5 separate regions of the Sus scrofa genome follow, and regions 1, 2, 3 and 5 are each linked to region 4. The links are chromatin contacts, called in public HiChIP or PLAC-seq and promoter capture Hi-C maps. All regions are on one chromosome and are shown on one strand. Each heading gives the region's core, a stretch centred on a gene start, on an enhancer-like site or on the middle of the called end of the contact. The rest is flanking DNA. Distances are from core to core; before and after follow the strand shown. Region 1 has its middle 18 kb from the start of GNAI3. Region 2 holds the start of GNAI3 (G protein subunit alpha i3). Region 3 holds the start of AMPD2 (AMP deaminase 2). Region 4 holds the start of AHCYL1 (adenosylhomocysteinase like 1). Region 5 holds the start of LOC106510200 (glutathione S-transferase Mu 1).

Region 1 (2,700 bases), core at 141-2,640, 460 kb before region 4:
GGATGCAAGAAACAGGACCAAGCCTGTGCTGGGCAGGGTCAGGTCCCAGGGTCGGATCAGGTGCCCCACTGGGAAAGCTGAAGTGCTGGGCAGAGTGTGTCCACAGGAGTCAGGAGAGACTGCCTGGGATCACAGAGGCACAGCGAACAGAACTGGTCTGAAGGGATGGGGGCGGAGCGGGGAGTCCAGAGATGGGAAGGTGGGGGGGGGTACCCTCCCCGAGAATTGAGGCTGCGGGCTCTGCTTTCTGGGGGTGAGGGTATGGGGCGGAAGGAGACGTCAGAGCTAGGTGGGGAGAATGAGAGAAGGTGACTGTTGGGGGTCTGGAGTGAAAAGGCCAGAGGGGAGCGGTCTAGGCTTTCTGCAGCCTCCACTTTGCGGCTGTCCGATCTGGCCCCGGGCTTTTTGGGTTGCTTGGGCCTGGGTGGGGACATCATTCAGCCAGCCTGCAGCTCTCCTACCATCCACACAGTGGCACACAGACCAGTCAGAAGGAGCCACTTAGCAGGGTCGTTCCAGGACCCAGCTGACCCTGGTCATTCCTTCCTGGGCCTCTTCCCAGGGCTGGGACTGAATCTCGTTCTGTGATTCCCAGGGGAACGAGCTGGTTTGCAGGGAGCAGAAGGACCCACTGCTATTTCCTGCACCCACCCCCTGCTCCTAGGCCCTGAATCTCCCAAGCTGTCAGGGCCCTGGAGAGAGAAGCCACTTGAGGACAGCAGCTATGACTCAGACTCAAAAGCTAGAGCTGCAGAGGACCTTAGCGTCTACACACCTCGTCCAACTCGCATTTGGAGCTGAGGCGAGGAGAGGGGTGGAGAGAGGCCCCAAATGCACTGCTCACTCACGCAGATGCAGCCTCTGGACTCTGAGTGCAGTGCTCCTAGGATGCCAGCCTGATGGTCTCGTCCTCACCACCTCCTAGGAATATGAGGGGTTTTCTCTTGGGAGCCTTGGTCCTCCAAGCTGAGACTGTGGGAGGTCAAAAAGGAGAAAAATCAGGGCCCCTAGGCCCCAAGTCCTCCAGGAGCGTAAACGGGCTTGGGGTTTGGAAGTGAGAAACCTCTACCTGGAAACTGCAGTTGACTCGTTGCAGCTCCGTGGCCAACACTGCCCCCTTGTGGCTTCTGGCTGTCAGGGCGGCCTAGAAGCGCTGCAGTGGAGCAGTTGCGGTGTTCCCTTCCCCCCGGGTCCTCACCATCAAGGGTCCCCTGCTCTCAGGGCTGATTTAGAGCATCCAGGGCTACCCTTCCAGGCTAGGCCATCAGAGAGGCCAAGCTTTCACACATCATTCTCCAATAGGACCCTCAGTTAGGCGGACAAGGGGCTGATCATATCTTGTGCCTCTTCTCCTCCCCCCAGCCCCGCCTCCGCCCCCGCGCCACTCATAAGCCATCTCTCCACCCCTAAGGGGCCCTGGGTCTGGGAGCCTGGCCCTTCCTGGGACATATGGGTATGAGAGCTGAATTGGGGTGTTCTGTTTTTAAGTGAGTCTGAAATGCAGGGAGAGGACTTTGAAAAAAAATGTTTGGGTAAAAGGCCATAGGGCACGTATCCTTGTGTCCAGCTGTGCCTGGCCTGGAGAAGGAAGGGTCAGGTTCCCCTAGGGCTCAGTTGAGCTGGCAGGGCTGAGTTAACAGCGCTTAGTGGGAACTAACCCAGAGATGTAGAGCAGGGGCGCCCCCTTGAGTCAGGGACCAGGAACTGCTGGGAGTGCTCTGTGGACCCCAAATAGGGAAACCGGACCTGGCGAGCTCGTTGTTCTTAGGTCAGAGCCCAGGAACCGGTGGTGAGGGGGGCAGTGCTGGAATGAGCAGCTGGGTGGTCCAGGGTGTCCTGTCGCTACCGATCAGGCTGGGCAGCTTCTTACGACACCATGAGTCTGAAAGGGCGATTTCCCGGCACTCGTTTCCACTCTACCCTTTGCCTCCCCTACAGAAGGGACGTGCAGGTCACGCGTCGCCCCGGACGCATGAGCACCATCTGGTCCGTACATCGCTTCATCTCTGAGGTCCCTTTCCTCTGTGTTCAGTCTGTCGTGTATTCACAGGCCCTATCTCTTGGATGGCCTACGTGTTTTTTCTCCTCTCTTTAGGCCTGGGTTTCTCAGGAAAATTCAAGCCTTGAATTCACCCTGGAACTTGTGGGTTCAAAAAATACTTAACTGACTCACTAAAAGACTGGAGATGGGCACACCTGTGAACCTGCATGTCCCTGCTCAAAATGCTGATCTCTGCTAACTTTTCAGCCTGGCTGATCAGGCCCTCACGGTCCAGCCAATCTCCTTCTCTGGTCTCACTGCTTCCCTACACACAGATTATTTTTCAGTCTGACTGGACAACTCGCTGTGCCCTGATCCTCCATAAACCTGCCTGTCTCCGGGTTTTGGCTACATCAGCTCCTTCACCTGAACTCTTCTCCTTCCCGCCTCTTTCAGCTACAGTGTAAATCCTACCCCTCCTTTAAGACCCATGCCACTTCCTTCATGAAGCCTTCCCAGATTTCCCAAGGAAGTGGGTTCACTTTTTCCTTTGAATCTCCAAGGCCTTTTGACTCTTCTTTGAGGCTTATAACCTGCTTTGTCTCCATTTTAGATTGTTAGCACAAAGAGGGCAATGTTTGTATTTGTTTCACTTTTGTGTTTCCCCCCCCCCCCGCCCCAAGATGGAGCTGTGCATGTAGTAGGTGCTCAGGACATAT
Region 2 (2,700 bases), core at 162-2,661, 450 kb before region 4:
GCAGTCCCTTTTATTCTAGCAGTCACTTAGAAAAGAGTAGGAGACTTAGAACTTGGAAGATCTGTTCTTGATGTATGATGGTAGATGAGGCTGTTTAGGTTGGCTCTCAAGAAATCCCTCTGAGGGTCAACAGTCACTATATAGACCTTTCTGTTGGGACCTAATATTCTAAGGTTTAGATTCTATTAAGGAAATAGTTTTTAATTTCAGGGAAAGACTTGGAGGCTACAAGAATTCCTCTCCCTAGACTATACGGTGAGAGAATTTGCAGGCTATTTGGAAATGAAGGTAATTAAGGGACACTTTCACTGTAGTATCCAGGATTATGGATAAAAAGTCTGGGGCTTTCACAGGGGATTTATCAACTTTCAGGTGATGCTATAGCCGAGAGACAAATTTTACTAGAACTTCGCTTTTCTTGTGTTACCACAACAGGAAGTTTTAGGAGATTTATAGGATGTACTGGTTTTGGGTGTGGGACTTTGATTGACTAATCTTGGTAGACGTCCTAACCCCTAATGCAGGACGATCTGTGAGCGCTAACACTGGCTTGCCTTGGGGAAAGGTAACGCGGGAATTTTCTGGAGCAACTACACTCTTTATCTTTCAGGTAATTTAAGATCTGTTAGCGATTTCACGTGGCCCTTTGCCAACATAGTAGCTGGGCAACTCTCAAGCCCACAGGGTACAGCTAAGAGAAGGAGGCGGTGGGCCAGAGGGCAGAAAGGGATCCATGAAGTCCCAACCATGGCCGATCTTACTTATTTCAGATGTGGAGCGTGGCCAGGGTCCAGACATAATTCTCACCCTAGCGATCTGGCTGAGACAACCCTGGCAGAGAAAGTGTTCTACACTTGGGCAGGGGCCCCAGATCGTCACAGCCAGAGTTCAGATGGGCTTTCTGGCCAGTGAGAAATTCCCAGCAGAAATTCCCGTGCGGGCTGTGGGCAATTATTTGGGAAGTCCCACCCCCCCAAGCCAATCTGAAGCTGGCTATGTGACCTCGGGAGGATGCCTTGAGCTGGAGCAACCAGTCCCTGGCTTTTCTGCATTTATCCAAACAAGGCAGCCGAAAAAAAAGGTGAAAGGGGACTAAGGTCGAGCGGAGCCCGGGGGAGCTCGAGAGAGCCTCCCCACTTCACCAGAATCGCCGACCGCCCTCCCAACCCTCTCTCTGTACTTCCGCTTTCGGTTGTGCCTCCCCTACCCCAGCCAGAAAGGTCCGCGCAGCAACGGCGCGGGGCGTCGCCGGAAGTGTCGTGAAACTCCGGATATCCGGTTCCTTCGGGCGCTCCGGGGGCTGACGGAGAGGGCCGCCGCCCAGCAGTAGACGCTGTCTCAGCCGGCCGAGCCGCAGTCTCCGCGGTGTGTTAAGTGAGCCCCGGCCCGGTCCCCACTCCCGCCGCCGCCATGGGCTGCACGTTGAGCGCCGAAGACAAGGCGGCGGTGGAACGGAGCAAGATGATCGACCGCAACTTGCGGGAGGATGGGGAGAAAGCGGCGAAAGAAGTGAAGCTGCTGCTACTTGGTGAGGAGCTGGGGGCGGGGCTGGCGGAGGTTTCGGGAGGGCCCAGGCACTCGGGAGCCCTGAGCCGGGAGCCCTGAGCCGGGGTCAGACCGGGCCCTCGGAAAGGACCCCGAAGGGTCTGGAGGCAGTGACGGGCTCAAGGCGGGGTGTGGGGCTGGTGGCTGAGGCCTCGGGCGGGCTTGATGAGAGGTGGGGTTTTGAGGTGTTTGAAATTAGGCGAGAGGGTGCGACTCCATGCTGTAATTGCGTTTAGCGGAGAGAGCTTGGGAATATGGTCCAGTAGGACATTGAGACTTTATTAGGAATATGGGAAGAGCTCAGATTAGGGAAGGTTTTGCAAGTGAGGGGTTGGAATGAGTTGGTAGCAAGGAGGGTGGGAGAGGGTGTTGGGCTTGTATAATGGCTTGCGAGTGTGCATGCAGCATGGTGATACTTTGTGACAGGATAGAGCTGGGAGGCTTGAGTGGTTAATAGAAATAGAGGGGCCGAGACAGCGGTTCCGGAGGACCTTGCCATTTATTAGAGTGGGCATTTTGAACTGTCTGGAAGGCGAAGGAACCCCGGGTTATCCAGGAACACGAAGATGTGTAGTTGAGGTAAATGACAGGTTCTAGGGTATAAAGGAAAAGAATTCGGGTGCAGAGGCTGTGTGTACTTATCCACCTTTTTCTGTGATATTTATTCTCTTAAGGTTTTATAACTCCTTGCCTTGTTTTCATAAGGGGGAGGTGGTGTGAGCTGAGGAAATTTATGTCCTGGTTTGTTTGAGGTTTGTGGCATAAGATGTAATGGTGTCAATAGATTACACAGTGGAAGTTTCTGAATAGTTACTAAGAATGATGGGCAGTGGGAATGCAGTTATCTAAAAATAAATTGTGGAATTGGACATACTTACTGTTAAAAGTGTGACAGCGACAGACCTGTACTTTTTTTGTTTTTTTCAAACTAAAAATAATTGGCTTCAGAAGTTCCCGCCATAGCGCAGTGGAAAGGAATCCGACTAGGAACCATAAGGTTGTGGGTTCGATCCCTGGCCTTGCTCAGTGGGTTAAGGATCTGGTGTTGCTGTGGCTCTGGCCGTAGGCCAGTAGCAACAGCTTGGATTGGACCCCTAGCCTGGGAACCTCCATATGCCGCAGGTCTGGCCCTAAAAAGATAAAAATTTTAAAAAC
Region 3 (2,700 bases), core at 88-2,587, 370 kb before region 4:
TCACAAGTGACTAGATATAGTTCCCAGTGCTATGAGGCAGGATCTCATTGCTTATCCATTCCAAAGGCAATAGTTTGCATCTATTAACCCCAGACTCCCAGTCCATCCCACTCCCTCCTCCCTCTTGGCAACGTTTTTTTTCCTTTAATCTTTGCTAATTTGATGGGTAAACATGGTATCTTCTTGTTCTATTTTTGGTTTTATTGCTTCTTTGTGGGGTGAACTCCCTCCGTCCCTTTGCTTATGGAGGCCATGGCTTTTCCGGTTTGTTCTGGGTGAGGAGCAGGAGGTAGGGATCAATGGAGGCAGAACCATATGTAGGGAGAGAACAGGGTTCAGGGTTCACAATCCAGCCTGGAGAGGAGTGGGGGAGGCAGAGTTTGGGAGGGAATTTGGCTGTGGAGGTGGTGAGAACTGGGAGGAGCTGGGCAAACAGCATTAGTACAAGTGGGCGTGTGGGGTCAAAGGGCTCCCACGAGGCAAAGAGATCAGGAAAAGAGAAATTGCTGCTAATATGCTTAATTATGTCCAGAGACCTTATCAGGCCTTCTCCCCGCTGCAGCCGCCGCCCCACTGGCCCCCAGCTTTCCTTTAGGTAGGATCCTCTGCCACTTGTGAGTAGGGGTGCTGGTTGGGCGAGGTATCTGCAGTTCTTTACCGGCTGCAAGGTGAATGAACCGTGAGAGTGGCAACAGGGGACCAAGGCCAAGGACAGATCCATGATAACTATCATTAACTTAGTGGTAATTACAAGCCAAGCACTGTTCTAAGCACTTCACTTCTATTCATTTATCCTAAAAACAACCATCTAAAGCAGGGTCTCTCACACTCTTCTTACAGAGAAAATGAAAGCACAGAGAAGTTAATAACATCCCAGCGGCAGTCAGGAAGGAGTCTGGAATTGAACCCAGGCATTCTGGCTACAGAACCTACGCTCTCAACCAATAAATATAGAAATAAATGTGGGAAAGGGAGCCAGAATTGCAGGGCCCCCCCTGCCTAGCTCCGCCTGCCTGTGTAAGAAAACCGACGACCTAGATTAAGAACGCCGGCTAGGGCCTCTGCTAAAAGAGAATCCCAGAACAATAATAAGAGCTATCTTTTATTGGGCTCTGGCTTTGTGCCAGGCACCGTGCAAAGGTGTTTTAACGTTTAATCCTCACAATAACCCTTTTGAATGAGGCACCGCGATTACCCCATCTGATTTTACGGGTGAGGAAGCTGACGCACAGAACTTGCCCAAGACGCTGCCGGGCCGATGCCGAGTGGCTGCTGCCCACGTGGCTCCGGGAAGAGGAAAAAGGGCGGGGGCGGGGCCGGCTGGCGGGGGCGGGTCGGAAAGGGGCGGGGCCACGGACCCGGCGGGGCCGCAGAGACGCGCGCCGGCGCTGGCGAGGTTTCGGTGGGGTCACACTTGTTGCGTGACTCCCCCACAGTGCAGCTACCGGAGTCCGACCCCGCATACCCAGAAAGTGTGGAGAGAAACCCAGACGAGTTCCGGGTCCCGCTCTCTGGGGAGCACGTGGCCTGCCTGCCTCTCGAGTGCGGGGCCCGGGGGTGGGACTCCGGGGTCTCTAAGGCCGGTGCCGCGGCCCAGGTCGGCAGGGATCTGCCTCCCACCTGCCGGCAATTTTGAAGGACTGCTTTACTCCTTCCATCTTAGTGCCAGGGCAGGGGTCCTTAGAGCGACTTGGCGGGGTCTGGACCCCAGCCCTCTTCCCTTTCCTCGCCACCTGGCTTCCCGGCGGTGTAGACCCTGGCGAGCAGACTCCCCGGTACCGCACAGGGCTCGAGCAGCATGGCCTCAGGTGAGTGGGGTGTGGGGGGCAGGGTCTCTGGGACAGAGAAGAGCAGTGGTCAGAGTGACAAGAGGGTGGGCACAACCTGCAGACCTAGGGGAGGCAGCCAGCTTCTCCTGGGGGAGGGCCTGGACAGCAGAGCCTGAGCGTGGAAAGACAGAAGGGAAAGTCAGAAGCGGCTGGGGTCTCTTTACCAGACCCCCAGAAGCCCTTGCTTCGCAGCCTTCCTGCCTTCCTACAGGGTAGCTTCTGCTGGACAGTGGAATTTTCCTAAGACAGGCTCCTCCCTGCTGGGCTGGGATTCTCAGTTCGACCTCATCCTCCCAGAGGTGGGCTGGCCCTTTGGCCGGGTGGGGTGTGTGTGTGTGTGTGTGTCAGAGGATATGAGAGGACTCTGCTCCCAGAGGGGCTGGGTCTTCATAGAGTCCGCCTGCTCAGAAAGTGTTCTGAGCTTGGGGACCCCTCTTTATCATTATTTTTTTCTCCCAGGCTGGCTGGACCAGTTAGCCTGGACTTTGACTCTTTTGCTCCAGAGCCCTGGCAAGGGACAAGGGCTCGGATGGGGTTGGTGGAGTGCTAGGGCTGGCCCTGCCCCATCTCGTTGCCTCACCTCCACTCCGCAGGCCCAGCTATCCTCAGTCACGTCACTCTGTCACTCTGGGGACTGAGGAGAGGAGGGGATGGAGGCCCCCCCGCCCCCGAGGTTGCCTAGACAACATCAGAAATCGTGGCCAGGGCCTCTTCCGCTGGCGGGGCCTCTGCTTCCTGCATCAGTCACTCCCGCTGGGGGCGGGGCAGAGAAAGGGGTTGGATGTGGCAGAGCCAGGCCCAGCTGGTGCGGCTCAGACTCCCCCCGCCATCTCCGCGGCTGGAGCCATGGCATCCTATTCATCTGGCCCCG
Region 4 (2,700 bases), core at 6-2,505:
GAGCTCAGGGTGGAGATCAGGAGTGAGGCACTCTGGGAAAACTGGAAGAACAGGTCTTCAGATACATTATTTTTAGGAGAAGATTTTATGTGCCTAATTCTTGCACCTCCTCGTATCTGGAAAAACTCTAAAATCCTTCAGGGTGGTGTCTGCTCCTTGGGACTAGTAGTGACCTTCAAGAGGCCAGCAAGAAACTTGTGTAAATGTGTGTGCATGGCCGTATGCACCTCCCCCTTCACCTTAATTGCATATATCCTGCTATTCTCCCTTTCCCCTTCTGAAATACCACCCACCCCACGCCCCACCAGGCTGTACTTCAGTGGACAGAAGAAGAGATGTCACAGTGACCTGTGAAGAATGCAGCCACCTCTAGTAGTCACCTCCAAGGGTGAGCTGGTGAGCCCCCAAGGGCTATGAAAACTCAGGATACTGGGCCCCTAAAGCTGAGGTGCATATCAAGGGCATGATTTCAGTGAGCCCAGACTACTTTTGTTCCTGCAATCTGCTCTTTGTAGCAAAAACGCCTATATATCTCACCTAGCTCCCCCCTCACCTCCTTAGAGCGGTTTCTCAGGGCTACCTGAGATGCTGTCCCCGGGGCTTACGTCTGAATTTTGCCCCAAATAAAACTTAACTCTCAACTTTCAGGCTGAGCATTTTTTTTAAGTCGACAAGGTCTTGTAAACAAGCAAGGCCCAGGAGAGACCGGGGCAGGCGAGGTCACAAAGGGCGGTGAAGACACCACACTGCTCTGGGGACCCTTCTGGCCACCCTTAAAGTCTCAAAGTAGCAGCCCCTTGAAAAGGGGCTTGTGGTTCAAAGGGCCTGGGTGGGAGCAGTGAGTGAGTGGGCTACAGCTCGGGCCCCAGAAGTTTCCTAGGACTGGCTCTAGGCTGTGTACTGCAAGGCTCTGGTCCTTGCTCCCAAGCATCCCTCACCCTTCTGAGGCCTTGCCTGGGATCCCGCGCCCTCCAAAGACCCCGCCTCACACACCCCGCCGCCTGTTCCTCGGCATCCTTGCAGGAACCACGCGCCACTCACAGGGCGGATGGCGCCACCTGGCGACGCGAAGGGTCCAGCTCCCCGCAGAAGCTTCATCACCCGCGAGCTAGGAGGAAAGGGCTGGCTTCTGGCGGCCCAGTCCAAAGTGGTGACGTCATGACAGAGCGCCGTTTCTCCACGCCTCTCCCCCGCCCGCCTGGAGCTGCCAGTACCCGACGTGGCGTCACCGCCCTCTACCCTTACTTTGCGTGCGTATTTGCGTGCGGCGGAGGTGGCGGCGCGGGCTGGTCGGAGCTCCGGGTTGCTGATTCTGGCGCTCCTGTGGCCGCCGTAGCAGTCCCGCTGCCTTGGACCGCCGAGCCGACGAGGCGCCGGCTCCAGCACCTCGGCACCGGCCGCAGCTCGGCGCGGGGCCCGGCGGGAGGGTGGGCGAGCGCGTGTCCGAGGGCGCCGCGCGGGCGGGCGGGCGGGCGCCCGTGAGGGAAAGAGGCGGGGGTGGTGGGGCAGCCGCGGGCCGGGCCGGCCGGGGGATGTCGATGCCTGACGCGATGCCGCTGCCCGGTGTCGGGGAGGAGCTGAAGCAGGCCAAGGAGATCGAGGACGCCGAGAAGTACTCCTTCATGGCCACCGTCACCAAGGCGCCCAAGAAGGTGCGGGGGCTCTGGGTGGCGGCGGGGGTACGGGCGGGGGCCTCGCGGAAGGGGCGCGAGCGAGCCCCGAGTCCGGGCTCCAGCAAGTTCGGGACTTCAGGGGCGAGGTTTGAGGGACCCGGGACGGCGGAGGTCGTGTAAGGGGTGGCGGGTGAGCGGCCCCAGGCCTATCCCCAGCTGGAAAGGCCGCCCCTGACCTCACTTTCCTTTGTCCCTCGGCCCTAATCCTTCGGGATCTTTTCGAAACCCGGCAGGGCCGGGCCTTAAATTTGCGGCTGACTTTTCTTGGCTGAAGGGCCTCGGAGACGGGACTGGGAGGGGGTGAACCAATTCAGTTGACCCCGGTGACCAGCCCCAGGGGATGAGAGTGTACGGGAAATCTCCCGTCAAGTGAGTGGGTAAATCTGATAGTGTTTCTTTGGGCACATCTTTGGGAGCTGTGGTCGGTTTATCCAACAACTACGTGTGATCTTGGAGGCAAGATGAAAAAATGCGTGGAGCTAGCTCTTGTATGCAGGTGAAAACTGTGAGGGCAAATTGAAATTGAAAAGAAAACTTTGATTTTCATCTTCTGTGGTCATCGAGTTGCTTCGACGTATGTAAGAAATTAACATTTGGAGGTTGGTGATAGACACTGTCATGGATACAGGTTGATCGTAGAGTCATGCCCATAGATCACTGAGACATCCCTAAAGAAAGGAGCCTGGGTGGGTTGGAGGGGTGGGAGGTAAGGAACGATTGCTCATTCTTAACTGCACTTAGGAGGCAGAACAAGTTTAGTCTCTTGTGCTGTGGGTTGAGCTCTAAGGACGTCTTTCGCATTCTCTTTTCGTGGAAGATTAAATGGCAACCTTTGGAGGTTTGAATCTAACCAACTCTCTGAGCGGCTGAATTAGGATCCCTAGTACTTTCTGAGCATTGCTGCCGAATAGTCCTTGACCTTCTGCATACCTGGCACGCAGTTAACCCTAGACCAGAGAACCTTTGCAGAGAGGTGACCTTTCTGAAACCAGCAAAAACCTGAATAGACATTTCCCTCCTGTATAAA
Region 5 (2,700 bases), core at 117-2,616, 280 kb before region 4:
ATATTTTGGCTTTGGGGACCATATGGTCTCTATCACAAGTGCTTACCCTTATCCCTGCAGTATGAAAGCAGCCACAGACCTACAAGAATGGATGGAGCTGTATTTCAACAGAACTTCAAAAACAGGGGGCTTAGTTTCCCGACTCCTGATTTAGGAACTCGAATTGAAAGGGCATAGCTTTATTCAAGCTTAAATCTTAGATTTCAGTGGTAAAAGATGATTACTTAAAAAAAATACACACTCCCTTTGTGTCAGTGGGTTAAGGCCCCAACTAGTATCCATGAGGACACAGGTTTGATCCCTGGCCTTGCTCAGTAGGTTAAGGATCTGGCGTTGCTGTGAGCCGTGGTGTAGGTCATAGACTCGGCTTGGATCTGGTGTTAGTTGGCTGTGGTGCACACCGGCAGCTGCAGCTCTGATTCGGCCCCTAGCCTGGGAACCTCCATATGCTGCAGGTGCAGCCCTAAAAAACAAAAAGCAAAAAAGCAAAAAACATAAAGAAAACAAGAAGAACAAATTAATGCAGTCCTTAAAACAGGAGGTAATCCATACAAAGACTGCAATTAAAGAGTAAACAATTTGTTGGAATGGGAAATTTTTCTAATTACTGGTGTTTCTTCTTTTCCATATTTTTCCTTTTGAACTTAGTTCCTTTCTAATGTCTTGCAGTCTTAGTTTGTCTATAGTTTTTATCAAAAATATTACAGGCCGGTGGAAAAATGTTGTCCAATATACAACTTGGCAGTCTCTTGTCAATGGTTATTTTTATTATTTCAGGTTAAAAATGTTTTCTCTATCCTGGATATCCTTAGCTTACACAGACGATATTTATGGCTAAAGAAATTAACAAGCTGGGGAGTTCCCTCGTGGTGCAGTGGAAAAAATCCGACTAGGAACCATGAGGTTGTGGGTTTGATCCCTGGCCTTGCTCAGTGGGTTAAGGATCCGGCTTTGCTGTGAGCTGTGGTGTGGATCGCAGATGCGGCTCGGATTCCACGTTGCTGTGGCTCTGGCGTAGGCGGTGGCTTGAGGGGCACCACTCTTGGTTTTCACTCGGCAGTCAGAGCCTCCCAGAGCCCGTGGGAACTCTGCAACCCAGGGTTAAAACGGAGCTTGGCCAGCGAGTGGAGGGGAGGTGGGGAGCCTTGGTGGTGTCAGGATTCAAGCCGGTTTTCCGGGGTCACTGCCAGTGTCCCGGACTTCAGAGGTCCATCAGGGGTGGGAAGCAGGCGAGCTTGAGCCAGGTGCCTGGTTTCCTCCAGGTGCCCGAACTTGCCCCTGAAGTTGCAGCTGCTGGGAGGGGCGGGTGCTCCTGGGAGGCTTCCCTGGGGCAGCGCGGAGGGAGGCCCTGGGGGCGGGGCCGACGAGGGGCGGGGCCGAGGAGGGGGCGGGAGTTTCCTGTCTCCTTTCACCAGCGAGCGGGTCAGGGGAGAAATTTCCAGGGCAGCTTCCCTGCAGCCTCTCCCTTCGGAGCTCAGACAGCAGCAACATGACGATGATCCTCGGTTACTGGGACATCCGCGGGGTGAGGGAGGGACCACTGGGGCGGATGGGGAGGAAGCTGGCAGGTGGGAAATGCGCGGCTGGGGAAATGCTGCGCAGCTGGGAGCCTGTTCTACCAGGAGCTTCTGTGGGTCCTGCTGCAGGGGAGCCCCTTCCCTCAGCCTGAGCTGCTTAGGGGTAGCTGTGGGTGGGTGGGGAGGGCGGCTGGGGTGTCGGGGAGGTGACCTGGAACTGAGAAAGGTTTGCAGTGGGAGCTCGCCTCTGACCTCTGTCATGACAATCTCTCCCAGCTGGCCCACGCCATCCGCCTGCTCCTGGAGTACACAGACTCCAGCTACGAGGAGAAGAAGTACACGATGGGGGACGGTAATGGCATCCTGTTCTGTTCAGGTCGTGCTGATTTGGGCCAGGCATGCCATGTCCTGACCCCTGTGGCCCGCCTCTGTCAGGCTCCACCAGCTTCCACAGGGGTCTGCCCTTTCCCAAACCCTTTGGGGGTGCAGCTGGCCACCAAGGCAGGACGTGAGAGTCCATGGCTGGGTGCCTGTACCAGCCCTGGGCATGGGTTCCCCTAAGAGGTTGCCCAGGTGCTTAGTAAGCCTTACTCGTGTAGCTTCCAAATCCTCCTAAGTGCATTTTCCCCCAGAGCTGCCATGGGAGTCTTAGTGGTTCAGATGCCAGATCCACCTGTTCCAGGAGGTCTTGCCTCTGACCCCGTGGCAGGTCCCCATGAGGGAGGGCTGGTGTGTGGGGAGGGTTGTTTCACTGCATCTCCTTTCCCACAGCTCCCGACTATGACAGAAGCCAGTGGCTGAGTGACAAATTCAAGCTGGGCCTGGACTTCCCCAATGTAGGTGTGGGGGCTGGGTTGCCGTGGGGGAGAGTGGACGGTGTCTCTCTCCAGCTCCTTTGCCAGCTTAGCGGTCTCAGGGTCTGGTGCCTTGTGCTCACGGTCTCAGCTCCTGGTGCTCTTCGCCGTCTTTCCATGATGCTCTGGTCCCAGCTCCTCCCTTCGTGTTTCGGTAGATAGTGGAGTGGCTCCCATGGGCCAGGCTGTGTGAGTGCCAGGTGTCACCTGTGCCCTTGCTGAAGGGAGGGTGCAGGGGAGGCAGTTGGTCCGAGCACCTGTGCCTGTTGTTCTTGCAGCTGCCCTACTTAATTGACGGGGCTCACAAGCTGACCCAGAGCAACGCCATC

The links. Promoter capture Hi-C pulls out the DNA fragments that hold promoters and counts their contacts. HiChIP or PLAC-seq counts read pairs in DNA pulled down with a chosen protein or histone mark.
Region 1: a contact with region 4 is called in a promoter capture Hi-C map of fetal skeletal muscle, with 5 times the contacts expected there. The contact joins the enhancer-like site here to the promoter of AHCYL1 in region 4. A contact is called at or near these places in 3 of 5 promoter capture datasets (fetal liver, fetal skeletal muscle and liver) and 5 of 47 Hi-C or Micro-C datasets (embryonic fibroblasts, fetal heart ventricle, retroperitoneal adipose tissue and 2 more).
Region 2: a contact with region 4 is called in an H3K27ac HiChIP or PLAC-seq map of alveolar macrophages. The contact joins the promoter of GNAI3 here to the promoter of AHCYL1 in region 4. A contact is called at or near these places in 1 of 5 promoter capture datasets (liver), 8 of 47 Hi-C or Micro-C datasets (alveolar macrophages, embryonic fibroblasts, fetal heart ventricle and 5 more) and 2 of 2 datasets of contacts at active chromatin or transcription factors (alveolar macrophages and skeletal muscle).
Region 3: a contact with region 4 is called in a promoter capture Hi-C map of liver, with 5 times the contacts expected there. The contact joins the promoter of AMPD2 here to the promoter of AHCYL1 in region 4. A contact is called at or near these places in 3 of 5 promoter capture datasets (fetal liver, fetal skeletal muscle and liver) and 2 of 2 datasets of contacts at active chromatin or transcription factors (alveolar macrophages and skeletal muscle).
Region 5: an H3K27ac HiChIP or PLAC-seq map of skeletal muscle shows a contact between it and region 4. The contact joins the promoter of LOC106510200 here to the promoter of AHCYL1 in region 4. A contact is called at or near these places in 2 of 5 promoter capture datasets (fetal skeletal muscle and liver), 1 of 47 Hi-C or Micro-C datasets (embryonic fibroblasts) and 1 of 2 datasets of contacts at active chromatin or transcription factors (skeletal muscle).

Annotation. Positions count from the first base shown.
Region 1 is chr4:110,595,416-110,598,115 of Sscrofa11.1, reverse strand. No RefSeq gene overlaps it. Among named protein-coding and RNA genes, the nearest start is that of GNAI3, 18 kb to the right of the region's middle. Within about 2 kb of position 1,390, at least 27 of the 83 cell types and tissues checked have an H3K27ac peak or open chromatin away from gene starts, as enhancers often do. A contact at or near this core is called in fetal skeletal muscle and skeletal muscle, where this site is marked.
Region 2 is chr4:110,577,623-110,580,322 of Sscrofa11.1, reverse strand. It overlaps GNAI3 (G protein subunit alpha i3), which reads left to right and starts at 1,411. Exons shown (of 8, transcript NM_001123117.1): 1 at 1,411-1,528. The coding sequence starts at 1,411.
Region 3 is chr4:110,503,760-110,506,459 of Sscrofa11.1, reverse strand. It overlaps AMPD2 (AMP deaminase 2), which reads left to right and starts at 1,337. Exons shown (of 18, transcript XM_021090067.1): 1 at 1,337-1,808. The coding sequence starts at 1,799.
Region 4 is chr4:110,131,381-110,134,080 of Sscrofa11.1, reverse strand. AHCYL1 (adenosylhomocysteinase like 1) reads left to right here and starts at 1,255. Exons shown (of 17, transcript NM_001201381.1): 1 at 1,255-1,652. The coding sequence starts at 1,533.
Region 5 is chr4:110,412,149-110,414,848 of Sscrofa11.1, reverse strand. It overlaps LOC106510200 (glutathione S-transferase Mu 1), which reads left to right and starts at 1,366. Exons shown (of 8, transcript XM_021090061.1): 1 at 1,366-1,525; 2 at 1,794-1,869; 3 at 2,289-2,353; 4 at 2,650-2,700. The coding sequence starts at 1,490.